2 separate regions of the Rattus norvegicus genome follow, and region 1 is linked to region 2. The links are chromatin contacts, called in public Hi-C maps. All regions are on one chromosome and are shown on one strand. Each heading gives the region's core, a stretch centred on a gene start, on an enhancer-like site or on the middle of the called end of the contact. The rest is flanking DNA. Distances are from core to core; before and after follow the strand shown. Region 1 holds the start of Slc35f5 (solute carrier family 35, member F5). Region 2 holds the start of Actr3 (actin related protein 3).

Region 1 (6,254 bases), core at 1,900-4,399, 150 kb after region 2:
CTTACTGGCTTACTCCTCAGTTTTCTTATATGACCAAGTAACCACATGTACCAGGAATGGCACTGCTCTCAGTGGGCTGTGCCCTCTCACATCAGTCATTGATTAAGAAAATACCCTACGATCCAATCTGATGGAGGCATTTTTCCAGCTCCTTCTTCCCAGATGATCCTGAATTGTGCCAAACCTAAAAAAATAAAATCTAGCCAGATTAGCCTGGTTTTATGGAGCAGTCTTGGAGAATTTTCCTCACACAAACACTGCCCTTTAGCAGATGCTCTGGGAATACAGGCTAATAGTAGTAACTCCTGTGTACGAGCTCTCATTTTAAGCAACCCGTATTTATAGATGGAGAAACTGAGGTACACTGTAGATAATCCTAACTATTCTATAACACATTTTCTGAAATAAAACCCATGTGCTGGGTGTGTGGTAGTACACACCTTTGATCCCAGCATTTGGGATGGAGAGGCAGGCAGATTTGTGTGATTTCAAGGCCATCTAGGGTTACCAAGTGAGATGCTGTGTCAAAACAAACAAACTGGATCTCTCTCTCTCTCTCTCTCTCTCTCTCTCTCTCTCTCTCTCTCTCTCTCTCTGATAGAGTCTCACTATATAGCTTTAGTTTTCTTGTAACTCACTATGTAGACCAGGCTGGCCTTGAAATTAAAGTACGGGGATTAAAGCATGCCTAGCCTTGAGACTGATTCACCATGCTTTATTTTGAACTATATCAGACATATAGCATAAAAATTATACTTACTATGACTACTAAAGATGTTAATGAGAGACAAAAACTTTGGCTGGAATAATATAATGTATGGGTATAGCCAAATCCCTATTATGCAGTACAGTAATTTCAAATATATGCTATATTATGGCTATAATTTTTTCTACTCTGAAGGATAAGCTCCCCCCTCTTCATTTTTAAGACCCTCAATAGGGCACATATTCTTGGAAATTGATGGAACTAGTCCATGGTCTACCTTCCTGCTTCCAAGGTCCATTTACGATATTGTTCTTGAAAAGAGGGTGGACCAAATTTTAAACAGGTAAGAACAGACAGTAGGAGTCTTAGGGTTTTACGGCTGTGGACAGACACCATGATTAAGGCGACTCTTATAAGGACAACATTTAATTGGGGCTGGCTTACAGGTTCAGAGATTCAGTCCATTATCATCAAGGAGGGAGCATGACAGCATCCAGGCAGGCATGGTACATGAGCTGAGTTCTACATCTTCATCTGAAGGCTGCTAGGAGAATACTGACTTCCAGGCAGCTAGGAAGAGGGTCTTAAAGCCCATGCCCACAGTGACACACCCACTCCAAGGCCACACCTCCAAATAGTGTCACTTCCTGGGCCAAACATATTCAAACCACTAAAGTGTTTAATCATTTGTTCTTAACTGAATGGCCAAGCAAATTGTATTTGTTTGTGTGCAGGAGTATATGGATGGAGGTGAGAGAGTATTAGGTCTCTAATTAGGGAGCTCTGTCACTTACCCTCTTACACCTGTGACAAGGGTCTCTTACTAAACCTGAAGTGTCTGGCAACCAGCAAGACAGATCTTCCCAGTTCTGTCTCTCACAGTGCTGGGATTACAAATGTACACATGATCAAGCCGAACTTTTTACTGGGGTGATAGGGATCTGAAACCAGGACCTCCCGCTTTCACAGCAAGGACTTTTGCCCACAGAGTCATTTCTCCTGTTCCAGCAGTGGGTTTCTCAATGACTGGAAGTGTTCGATGCCAGGTGTGTGTGTGTGTGTGTGTGTGTGTGTGTGTGTGTGTGTGTGTGTGTGTGTATGTGTGTGTGTGTGTGTGTGTCTTTCTTTTAAATCTGACCAGATCACAAAATGTTCATGTTACTTTTTGTCATTAGACTATGTAGACAAAGAGTTAAAAGAGAAAGGATGGACCACACTGTGATTACATGAGCAAAACCCAAAATTATTTCTTTGCCTCCTTTGATAAAAATGCTAACAATGCAATTCTGGCCACAGAAGCCTTAAGTCTTGTGTTTTCTAAATATAAATCAGGATGCTGGCGAACTTCTATTTTATGCGAGCTTCAATAAACTTAAAACCCCATACTTTAGTCAGGCTAGCATCTGTGGGGGGTCTTAATTTGTCACAGGTTGATTTGATTCCTTTCTGTTTGACCTGATGTAAACATACACCCGAGGCACTCACAACATTTTATGCTATTTTTTTTTATGGGTTAAAATACAGTGAGGGCCAGAGAGATGAGTAACTTGGCCTAGACAACTACTAACTGCAAGAATGAAGCTCTAGTTTAAGGACAAAAACGATCTAGGAATCCAACGGGTGCCAAGCTACACTGACTGTTTTTAGAAAGAGCTACTGGAAAATGCTTGCCTAAACTTTGGAGGAAAATGTGCAGTCAGCTTTCGCTTCAGGGCGGGGCTGGGGTGAAGTCTGGCAGCCTTTCCACGGCTGGGCTCTCCCTGTCCTACATACCCCCACCCTCCTCCCTTCGCTTTCTTCCCTTCTCTTCCCCTTCGCGCCACCAACGTGACTCCAAGCCAGAAGCCAGTTAGCAGCTGGAGTCCACACTACCGCAACATCAACCGGTTGACTAGCCCTGCGCCGGCCAGAAGTGGCGCCCAGCGTGACGTAACCCGCGCGCCTTCAATCTTGAGGCCAGAGGGCGGGGCCACAGGAGCTTGCTGGGCAGGGGCGGGGCCTGCCAGGCTCTCCGGGGGCCGGGCTCTGGGCTGACTACTCGGGTTTAGGGTAGGGATTGTCAACTGGGGGAGGAGCCCGGATGGACGAACTGACAACTGAGTGGTTGACTCAGTGATGGGGAGGATGTCACCTAGTTGGTGGACAAGCTGGGGGCCTAGAGTCTCCAGGATGGGGTCCAGGGTGCCTGGAGAGGTTCCTGTCTACCAGGCTGTGCGGCCAGGTTCGCTATCCAGGGAAAGAGCTTGCCTGGGATCTCGCAGCATTGCTTAGCTAATTGGTCGGGGGCGGGTCCAGGTTGTCGCTGGTCGGGAGGTGGAGCCTGTTTGACTGACGGACAGGGGGCGGGGCCTGCCTGTTGGCCAGCCGTGGGATGGGCTTGTTTGGCCAGCAATGGGCGTGGCCTGGCTGGCTGACCGACCGGGGGCGGGGCCTGGGCCGCGGCCGCAATCCGGGCCTCCAGGACTTTCGCTGCCAGCGCCGTCGGTCGGGTGGCCTGGGTCACTCCCCTCAGTGGGGCCGAGTGCTGGCCTGCCTGACAGCCGCGGCCCTAAGCCGAGGGGTAGCGCGGTGACTGAGATTGGGTCTGCTGTGCGGCAGGATGCTGGGGTCTGTGCGTGCGGTGTGAGGCGGCGGCGCTGGGCGGCGGGCCGGGCCGGGGCCGCTCATGGTGCCGCCACGACTCCATCGAGGGGCAGGAAGGCCAGGTAGGCGGTGGGCCGGCGACCGCGGCCATGGAGGACGGGTCAGAGTCCTCTCACCCCTCACAAGGCAAGAGGCTCGGTTTTCCTCACGTCTTTTCCTCACCAAGAGGCGATTTCCCTGTCCCAGCTGTTTTCTGTTGTCCTCTCATACTGCAGCCAGGGTGTAGTGACTGGGCGTGTGGGGAGCGAGGATGATCTTGGTCCTCACATGAGGGGAGTGGAACCTCGCACATCACTTCCTGTCAGCGAGCCGAATCCCCTGGAGATGGGGGGTAAGGACACTTTTGATGCACGCGCGCGTGTCTAGACTGCCAGGGCGGATGTCCTGAAGAGAGGATCTAGAGAGTTCTGTTTGTGAGACTTCGAGGATATGTTTATGGCTCTCTTTAGTGTGCCATATATGGAATGTTTTTTTTTTTTTTTTAACCCTCCTGGTACCCAGGACTTCTTTTAAGTATAATTTTTTCTTTTGGGAGAGCTGGGGTTGTCAGGTTGGGACAGGTGTTATGTATCTGAGACTGGTCTCAAAATCATATCTTCTGCCTTAAAGAAGCACCGGCACCCCTGTTTTATGCACTGGTTCCATTGACCTCAGGGCTATCTCCATTCGCTCTACCAACTGAACTACACCTCCAGCCTGGGTTTCTTTTTTTTTTTTTTTTTTTTTTTTTTTGTTATTTTATGATCTGGTCTCATGTGACCCATGTTGGCCTTGACCTCACCCTGTATTCTGACTTTGATCTTCTGATTCTGCCGTTCCCCTACTTCCCAAGTGCTAGAATTTATAGATGTGTGCCTCTGTGCCCAGTTTGGGAAGTGGTTGGGATGGAACCCAAGAACTCATGCGTGCTAACTAGGCAAGCAAGCATTACACTACTGAGTTCCATGCCCAGAGTGTGGCTTCTGTTGAACACATTTTGATAGTCTTTGAAGGTGAAGAGTGGAAAAGATGCTGCTTTATACTTGAACTTTTCCTAAGCGTTATTTCCGTGGTGCTGTTTTAGGTGGGCTGAGCTCTTCACCTCCATTTAGACAGGTATCTGCTCGCTTTGCCCGCATTGCATTTGAGGATCTCAGAGAAGCCCTCGCCACAAGGTAAATCGTACACTTCATCCAAATGTCTCCTGTTTCCTTGCCCTGGCTTTCTAATTTTTATGTGGGTTCTTCTCAAAGAGACTCTAATGAGATCTGTGTTTTCTAAATTAACAGACTGCAAATGGTTTATGTGTTTATCATGAACCGTGTGAATTCCCAGAGCAGTGGCTTCAGTCAGCGCAGGCGAATGGCCCTGGGGATAGTGATTCTCCTGCTGGTTGATGTGATATGGGTGGCGTCCTCAGAACTCACCTCAGTATGTATTTCTCCACCAATGGTATTGCACTGTGGTAGAATTAACGCTCACCTGTAGTAACGTTGCTAATGACGTAGGATGACAAGTAGTGTCAAGCTGTAGTATTTCTCTGTTAGTGCCTCATGCGTCTAACACCAGTATTTTAAACATTGTTGAATTCTTTGTTTTTCTTTGGTACTGAATTAATGTCATTTCAAGTAAAAATTGACATGATGCTTTTGTTCTTTCCTGAAGTTACAAAAGCGCTCTCTCTCTCTCTCTCTCTCTCTCTCTCTCTCTCTCTCTCTCTCTTTGTGTGTGTGTGTGTGTGTGTGTGTGTGTGTCTGTATATATGCAGATGTGTGTACATGTTCCTGTAGAGGCCAGAAGGGGGCATCTGATCTGGGTCCTTGGAACTCAAACGCAATTGTGAGCCACCCGGCATGGGTACTGGGGACTGAACTCTGAAGGAACACTAAGCTCTGTGGACCATGGAGCCATTTCTACAGTCCTACCTGCAGCTTTCTCACATTTGTAGAGAACATATCACAGAATATATTTTCTAATTACACAAAGGTGGTTTTGTTTTTAGTCAATATTGAATTTATTTCTTCATAAATACTGTTTTTTATGAACATTGAGGGCCAGTAGAAAGTATAGTCTGGGCATTTAGCTTAGTAGATTCTTGCTAATTTGAAAAAGAAGCTATTTTTGGAAAAGTAAACACGAGCCATCAGATTTTTCATGTACAAGTCACCGTGATCCACATGCGTACGCTGGTGAAGCCACATCTGTGTGCTTGCTGAGTCACATGTTTATCAAAAGCACAGCATATGATTCGCTCCATTAAGCTTTTTGTTAATTGATCCCTCGTTTGTAGTAGTGTGATACTGTGAGTTTATAAGCTAATTTTACTTCTGATTTGTATACTTCTTTTTGGCTAATGATCTTTGTAAGAAGATAATTTGTTGTTTATACTTTTTATCACATTTACTTATTTATTTGCTTATTTACTTAGAGTGTATGTGTGCTCACACGTGCCAAGGATTTAGAACACAGAAGCTGTAAATTACAATTTAGCAATATATATCTAAAGGTTAGAAAAGTTACTGAAGTATGTTGCACACAGAATATGTATTTTAGGTTCTTTTTGTTTGTTCAGAGGACAACTTGTGGAAGTCTTTTTTCTCCTTCTACTATGTGGATCCAGGGCTCAAACTCATGTTGTTAGGGTTGGCAGCAAGGACCATTACCTACTGAGCCATCTGGCTATCACAACTACTTTTATTTTCAGAATTAATCACTTAGGGTTCACATATTGCAGTCATAAGGAAATATCTACGAGGAAACTTAATGTTTATAAAATGGCTTTAAATGTCAGAACAGGCTGTTTGATATCCTGGATCTCACGCTGCAGCTAAGTCAATAGTTGAGGTTTTATCTAGAGAGCAAGTAAGTTTTTGCCCTTCTGAGATTTGGCTCTGGAATACCACAGACACTTTTTTTTTTTTACTTG
Region 2 (6,373 bases), core at 2,389-4,888:
TGTAAGCAAGAATTAAGCTGGATTAATTTCACTAACAGAGTGATGTACAGTTTTCTGAAAGGAGGCTCAAGGAACCCTACAGGCCTAAATACAGAACTAAGTTCAAGCACCAAGTCCACCAGCTACTAACTAACTAACTTAAAAAAAAAAAAAAAAGCTGTCACAAGTTAAATAAGATAGAACAAGTTAAAATCCTGGCCATCAGGTTCACCAGTGGCCAGCCTTTCCACTCTAATCTTGAAAATAAAAATTCTAAACTGTGTTTAACAATAAACTTAAAGGTCACTAACAAAGCATGGCAGAGTCAGCATGCGATGCGTACTTCAACTGGACTTAGGACTTCGGCTTCCCAAAAGCAGCATGTCTGCTGCTCCAAACACAAGCTATCAACCAGAAGAATTGTAATGAATGTGTTATCAAGATAGTATGAATGCTCCTGCCTTCGATACTTCATAACACATTATGAAGAGAATCCAAGCAAGAATGTCAAGTTTCTCAAGTATGCCTTCATTCATCCATGGCTTCCACTGCTCTCAAACTCATCCTTGTCTTTAACTTCTAGGACCTGGCCACAGGATGTTATATAGATCTACTTTCACCAAAGCAAACAAAATGATTTGGGCTTACAGTTGGAAGACTGCTTTAAAAAAAAAAGGTAGATCTGAGAAATTCTGTAATGTATATAAATATATCCGAGGCTTGTAAACTAAGACTGTATATTAACTATTACTTAATCAGTGGAAATAAGCCACCAAAGCAGTTTCTGAGTAAAAACAAAACACATCGAGCAAAGAAAAGCCCTAATAGAAAAATGAGTGAAACAGGCAGACTGAAACTATCTTAGGATAACTTTATTACAGGAGCATTACATCCTTTTGAAGCTTTAAAACTTGCTTTTCTCGTTGGAGATGGCTCTCCAGCCTGTTTGACTGGGGTCTGAAGCAGGCCTTGTGCATGAGAATGAGGCACTTTTCCTAGCTACATTTCCAAGCCCTACATCTTTGTCTCTGAACAAGAACTTTATTCTACAATACTTGGCCAATAGGGACCAAAAAGGTATGTTGACCTGGTGATACAGATATGAAGGAAGTATTTCTTTCTTAATTCCTTAAGTATTTGAAAAATACTTCATGACCTCAACCTAGGTGGTGATGATGAATTATGCTGTAGGATTCTTAATTTAAAGTTCTAGAATTAAATCTCATGTGTCCTAACATTTACAGCTTGTAAGCCTGCCATCAAGTTTAACACACTACCACTTTTTGCCTAAATTCTTTAATGAAATGGGATGGACAACCTATAAATGGTCCACTTACTCTAGAAGAGTAATTGTGGAGACCTAAGAGGTGAGTGCATTGACTGGGGGAGGAGGGTGTACAAATTAAAGGGGTACATTTTGCATTTGGGAAACAGTTATTTCAGATGTAAAACTCCCTGCTAGTCATTTTTGGACATGCTATTTATCTTGGGCGCTGAGAAAGGACTTTTCTAATAAAGCTCAAGGTGAGAGTCTCTAAACTGCTGTCTAGTAGAGCCAACTGGTGGGATTGGCAGGGGAGAGGATGACACACCCAAAACCTTCAGAAGCAAAATAAAGAAAACTACAAATTGGGAAATTCAGACTGTGAGCAAAGGTAAAAACACTGAATAGAGAAAGTGACTTTAATCAGTTTCACCCATATCATAAATGAATATACAGCTAACCTCTCTTTGTAAGGTGAGATCAATATACAATATAGCAATGTAATGGTTTAGTAATTGAGATATTAGACAGAAATAGCCTAGGTATAAGTTGTATCACTTCTCCTGGTCACTCCAAATGTGTTTTTAATTCAAGGTTGCCCTTTCAGAAAAAAAGGTCACTTAAGGACAGCTAAGTTCAATGAGATACCAATTACTACTTATTCAAAAATAACCAAAACTGCATTTCAAAAGAGGAAAATAAATACATAAAAAGATTAAAGACGCATCCTCCTTAAGCTGCTACGGCATTATTTATACAGTGATCAATGACTATGTGGCTTTACTGACAGTGATTTCTAAAGCATGAAGCACTACATAGCACTATCTGTCACTTCAATAAAATACACTTGAAAAATCCTATTCACGCTAGCCAATTCTAATTTTTAAAATCCCTCTAACATCCAAGTACTCATCAATTAAACTACGAAAAGATAAACTTAAATATACATATATAAACACTTCAAGAGGGTGAGACCGGATTGAAAAAATCTAACTTTAATACGATGTCAACTAAGAAAATACATAGAAATTCCAAGGCTAAACTAGTGTTTTCCAAGAAATAAAAAATTAAGTGTTTTGTTGTTTCCGGCTGCCTAACAATTACATGTAAAGGCAGAGAGTTAAGATGGGAGGGATTTATACAAACTAACTAATGTCGTGGAAGAGGCATCCTTTAAATAACTGTGGTAGGGTGAATAAGAGGAAAAAGGTTGGCAACTGTCCTCAAAACCACTTATGTGTTTGGGGGATTCGAGATCAGACAGGCCTCTTCCTCCACCAAGTATTGCAACGTACAGCGTAAAAAATGTAGTCGTCTCTCTAGGTCACCACACAGAGCAAGTTCTAACTCTTGACTAGGTTCATTAATACAAACCTACAACTTTAAAAGTCACTTTAGCCAACCACACTACTATCAGAAACAATTGCTTTAATCAAACACATTCCTTTCTATCTCCTTTCAGCTTTCAAGACACAGTCACAAACCAAACTGAATGTTTAGGTTCCAGGGTGCGTCCCTTCTCCTCCCCATTATCTCCCTCCATGGACACAAGAACATTTTTTTTAGTTCAAACACACTGATACCTAGCACTCATAATCTACTCTTTATGCAACCTGCTTAATTTTGAAAGTTCTAATAAGACGTGTTAACGTTGGAGACGAAAAACTACCTTATAAGGCTATAAAAGACGGAAAGCAGGAAGCGGCTTTGACAAAACTAAGGAAGTTGCAGCGCGCTTGCTCACTAAGGGACTTTTTTTGAGGCAAGAGCAATAACCCCATGAGATCCTCCTCGCTGGAACTGACTTGGTTCAATGGGTAGTGGGAGATGGCTAAGAATGGGTGTGGGCGGAAAAGAGGCGGCGCGTGGGTCCTCTGCAAAAGCCCCCATTCTAGCTTCCCATTTTCACAGCCCGGTTCTCCGCTCTCCCCACCCACACGCCCTAGAGATTGAGGGTTGTCACCGCGATCTTGCAAAACCCGCAAGGAGCGCTTCTCTTTTTTCCCTTGGTCCTACGCCTGGAGATTCCCTGAGAGTCCCCTAGTTCACAGGCAGGAAGAGGAGAGATGGGAAAGGAAAGCCAGGTGGGCCAGACGGCCTTCCCAGAAGGGAAGGGCCTGAAAAGATCTTCGTCCCAGAAGGCTGAAGCGACCGAACCAGGGAGGCTCCCGGCACCACCCGTCGCCAGTCTGGCCGGCTCACCCCATTCATCTCCCTCCTCCGGCTGTCCCCAGACTCAGTTTCCCCACCCAGAAGACCCGCCGTACCCCGTGCCACAGTCCACCACACAGGCCGGCAGCCGTCCCGCCATCTTCCTCCTCGCCCGCCGCTGCCGTCCGTTCCGTGCTGCTAAGAGGCCGGGGATAGAGATGTGAGCTAGCTGACCATGCACTGGCCTGGGCCGCCCTCGGTCCTGAGGGAGGAAGGGAGGGAGCTGTGGGAAGCCCGAGCAGTAGCGAGTGAGCAGTAGGCTAGTACTTCCGCAAGCCCAGCAGGCTGGCCGGCCGGCAGGCTGTCCCCGCCCTGCCCCGCCGCGGCCTCCTCCTCCACCCCTCCGCTCTCGGCCCTCCTCCTCCTCCTCACTCCCGCCCCCACCCTACAACTTCTTCCCCTCACACTGCCTTTCCGCGGGTAGCCAAGATGGCCGCCGCTGCCGACGCCCCGGCCAGGCCAGGCCCCAGGCCGCGATCGCTCCCACTTCCGGTTCCGGGTGGGAGGGGCGAGTGCGCGCGCGCGCTGTAATGTGCGACCGCCGGGCCTCGGCTCCCTTCCAGATAACCAGAAACTCCACTTTGGGTTTTCAGATAGCTAGAAACCCAGTAGCCAAGCTAAGCATTAATGCTTTCCGAAGCGGCTGCACATGCGCAGTGGTGTGCAGCTGTGGGTCGAGGCTCCGGTTCCAACTTGCTAATATTCCACTTCACATTTTCTGGCCGGTGAAAGCCGAGAAGTCAGGCAGTTACTTAATTATGAAGCTGGCTTTTGGTAGTGGTGTGTGTGTGTGTTTCTTCTCTGCTAACTTGAGGAATGAACAGAAGGCTTCTCTACTGTGGGGAAACGTGGTCAGCAGCATGCCCCTATGATCGCTCTAGGTGTGCAGTCAGAAAAGAGATGAACAAAGGTTTGTGTCCTGAGATTTACGTCAGTTATACTATTACATTGTAGTTTCAAAGCTCACCCAAATGGTGGGCCTCTGCCTTTAAGAAGGCAAGGATCCAAGACGTTAGGTTAAACAGTAACAACAAACCCACCTTCTCCAGGGTTTGGGGATTCCTCTGTGTCATCAAGGAAGGCAAGTGTTGGATCAGGTAAAGGTGCTTGCACTCACTAACCTGAGTTTGATCCCTGGAGGTGCACACGCTGGAAGGAATGAAAAGACCCCCACAAGTTGTTCTTTGAGTTTGCACACGTTCTCCCCCTCACACGAAAATGTAAAACAATAAAAATAAAAAAATAAGCTTCCCAGAGGTTCTACATAGCCTGCACAGATGGCCTTTATTTGGGTTTTGGGGTGATGATAAACTTCCTCCAAGAGTAGTGAGATTGTCTCAGGCCTTTAAGAAAGGCCAGCCTCCCAGAGGTTGTGTTCTACATTATAGACTCTGTGCAGGTACCTGGCCTCTATTCAGGTTGGAGTGATAATGGATTTCCTTCTGTGTAATACTGTTAGCTTGAAACTTTTTCTAGTAAAAAAAAAAAAAAAAAAAAAAGAAAGAAAAAGATATGTGTTTTTTACATTACAGACTTAAAAGGCAATACTTTTAAAAACTTGAATACATCAGAGTAATGTAGAAAGTGTAAAGTGCTTTGCTAGGTCATATCTCAGGGGATTATGCAAAAATCAATGTGCAGTAGAACCTGAGAATTTACTTTCTCATCAGCAGGAACCTGGAAAGTTAACAGCTTTCCTCCCCAACAGACTTGTCTTTTATTTATTCTTTAGCATTTCCATGCATGTAAACACTGTATCTTGACTGAATTTTCCCAGAACCCTCTCTCTAGCTCCCCTGGATATCCCAATGTATTCTTCCTCATCATTGTCCTTTTACTCCTCCTCCTTCCTTCATGCCCCCTCTGTTTTGTGTGTGTGTGTTTTGTTTTTTTTTTTTATTTAGTTTTATGTAATCCACTGCATCCCATCAGTCTGGTCTGTTGAAACACTGACTGATCTTGGCTTGATCTTAAGGTGACGGTAACTGCAATGTCATACCTGCAAAATCTGTGTCACGTCCAGAAGACAGCATCTTCTGGTTCTTCTATTCTCCCCACCCCCTCCTCCATGCTCCCTCAGCTTTGTGTAGTGGTGAAGGTCGATACAGATGGACCATATAAGGCTGAGCATTCAGTAGTCACTTAGACCTCAGCACTCAGGCCAGGTTTGTATCTGCTTTAACTGCTAACTAATGCAAAGAGAAACTTCTCCACCCAAGGACAGCTCCAGTCTCTGTGTAGAAATATCAATGTTTAGAAGGTCTATTGAGTAGGGCAACAGGTTTCCCTATACAGCCTGTGACCTCCTAAGCCCTGGGCCTTTTGGACAGGTTTAGCATACTAGACATAAATTCCTTTCTGAAGAGCAGGCCTCAGAACTCATCCAGAAGTGTTTGGTCACCCCCGTTACCTCTGTGCCATACTGCACTGGAGAACATATTTTGAACAGGCTAATCTAGGTTTGCTAATATAAGACAATAATAATACATTAAGAAAGGATGTGTTTATTCAATACAGAATATTATGTTATCAGGTGGCAAACTGACCCGAGGGGGTAAAATATTGACTTTCCACTTATTATTGTTAATAATTTGACAGAAAAATATTTCTCACCTGCTCTGTATGGCAGAGACTATACTGACCCTTAATATAGTGGGGCAAAGTATAGATAAGAGGTGTGATCTCAGAGTTCTGCCCATGAGTAGAAAAACAGATTGTATTAGGAATCACAAAAAATGCTGAGAACTGTGAGGAACGGGTGAAGGGTTGGAAAACAGCGGAGCAGTCACACTTGAACAGCATAAGTGGTTCGGCCACAGATCTTAAGAAACAGAGGAAAGGAGGGAGGGAGGCCCCCAAGAAGAGAAAATGCAAGTATCTGACCTGAGGCAGCACTGGGGGAGGGGAGTCTAACTTCTT

Evidence for each region. A called contact is a pair of places that touch in the nucleus more often than the background predicts.
Region 1: a Hi-C map of liver shows a contact between it and region 2, with 2.8 times the contacts expected there. The contact joins the promoter of Slc35f5 here to the promoter of Actr3 in region 2. A contact is called at or near these places in 10 of 12 Hi-C or Micro-C datasets (the A7r5 cell line, the Rat2 cell line, Schwann cells and 6 more) and 1 of 1 datasets of contacts at active chromatin or transcription factors (oligodendrocytes).

What each region holds. Positions count from the first base shown.
Region 1 is chr13:39,542,047-39,548,300 of GRCr8, forward strand. It overlaps Slc35f5 (solute carrier family 35, member F5), which reads left to right and starts at 3,150. Exons shown (of 16, transcript NM_001105950.1): 1 at 3,150-3,411; 2 at 4,413-4,503; 3 at 4,618-4,759. The coding sequence starts at 3,372.
Region 2 is chr13:39,392,871-39,399,243 of GRCr8, forward strand. It overlaps Actr3 (actin related protein 3), which reads right to left and starts at 3,639. Exons shown (of 12, transcript NM_031068.1): 1 at 3,511-3,639. The coding sequence starts at 3,554. LOC102554198 (a long non-coding RNA gene) reads left to right here and starts at 4,060. Exons shown (of 5, transcript XR_010056987.1): 1 at 4,060-4,364.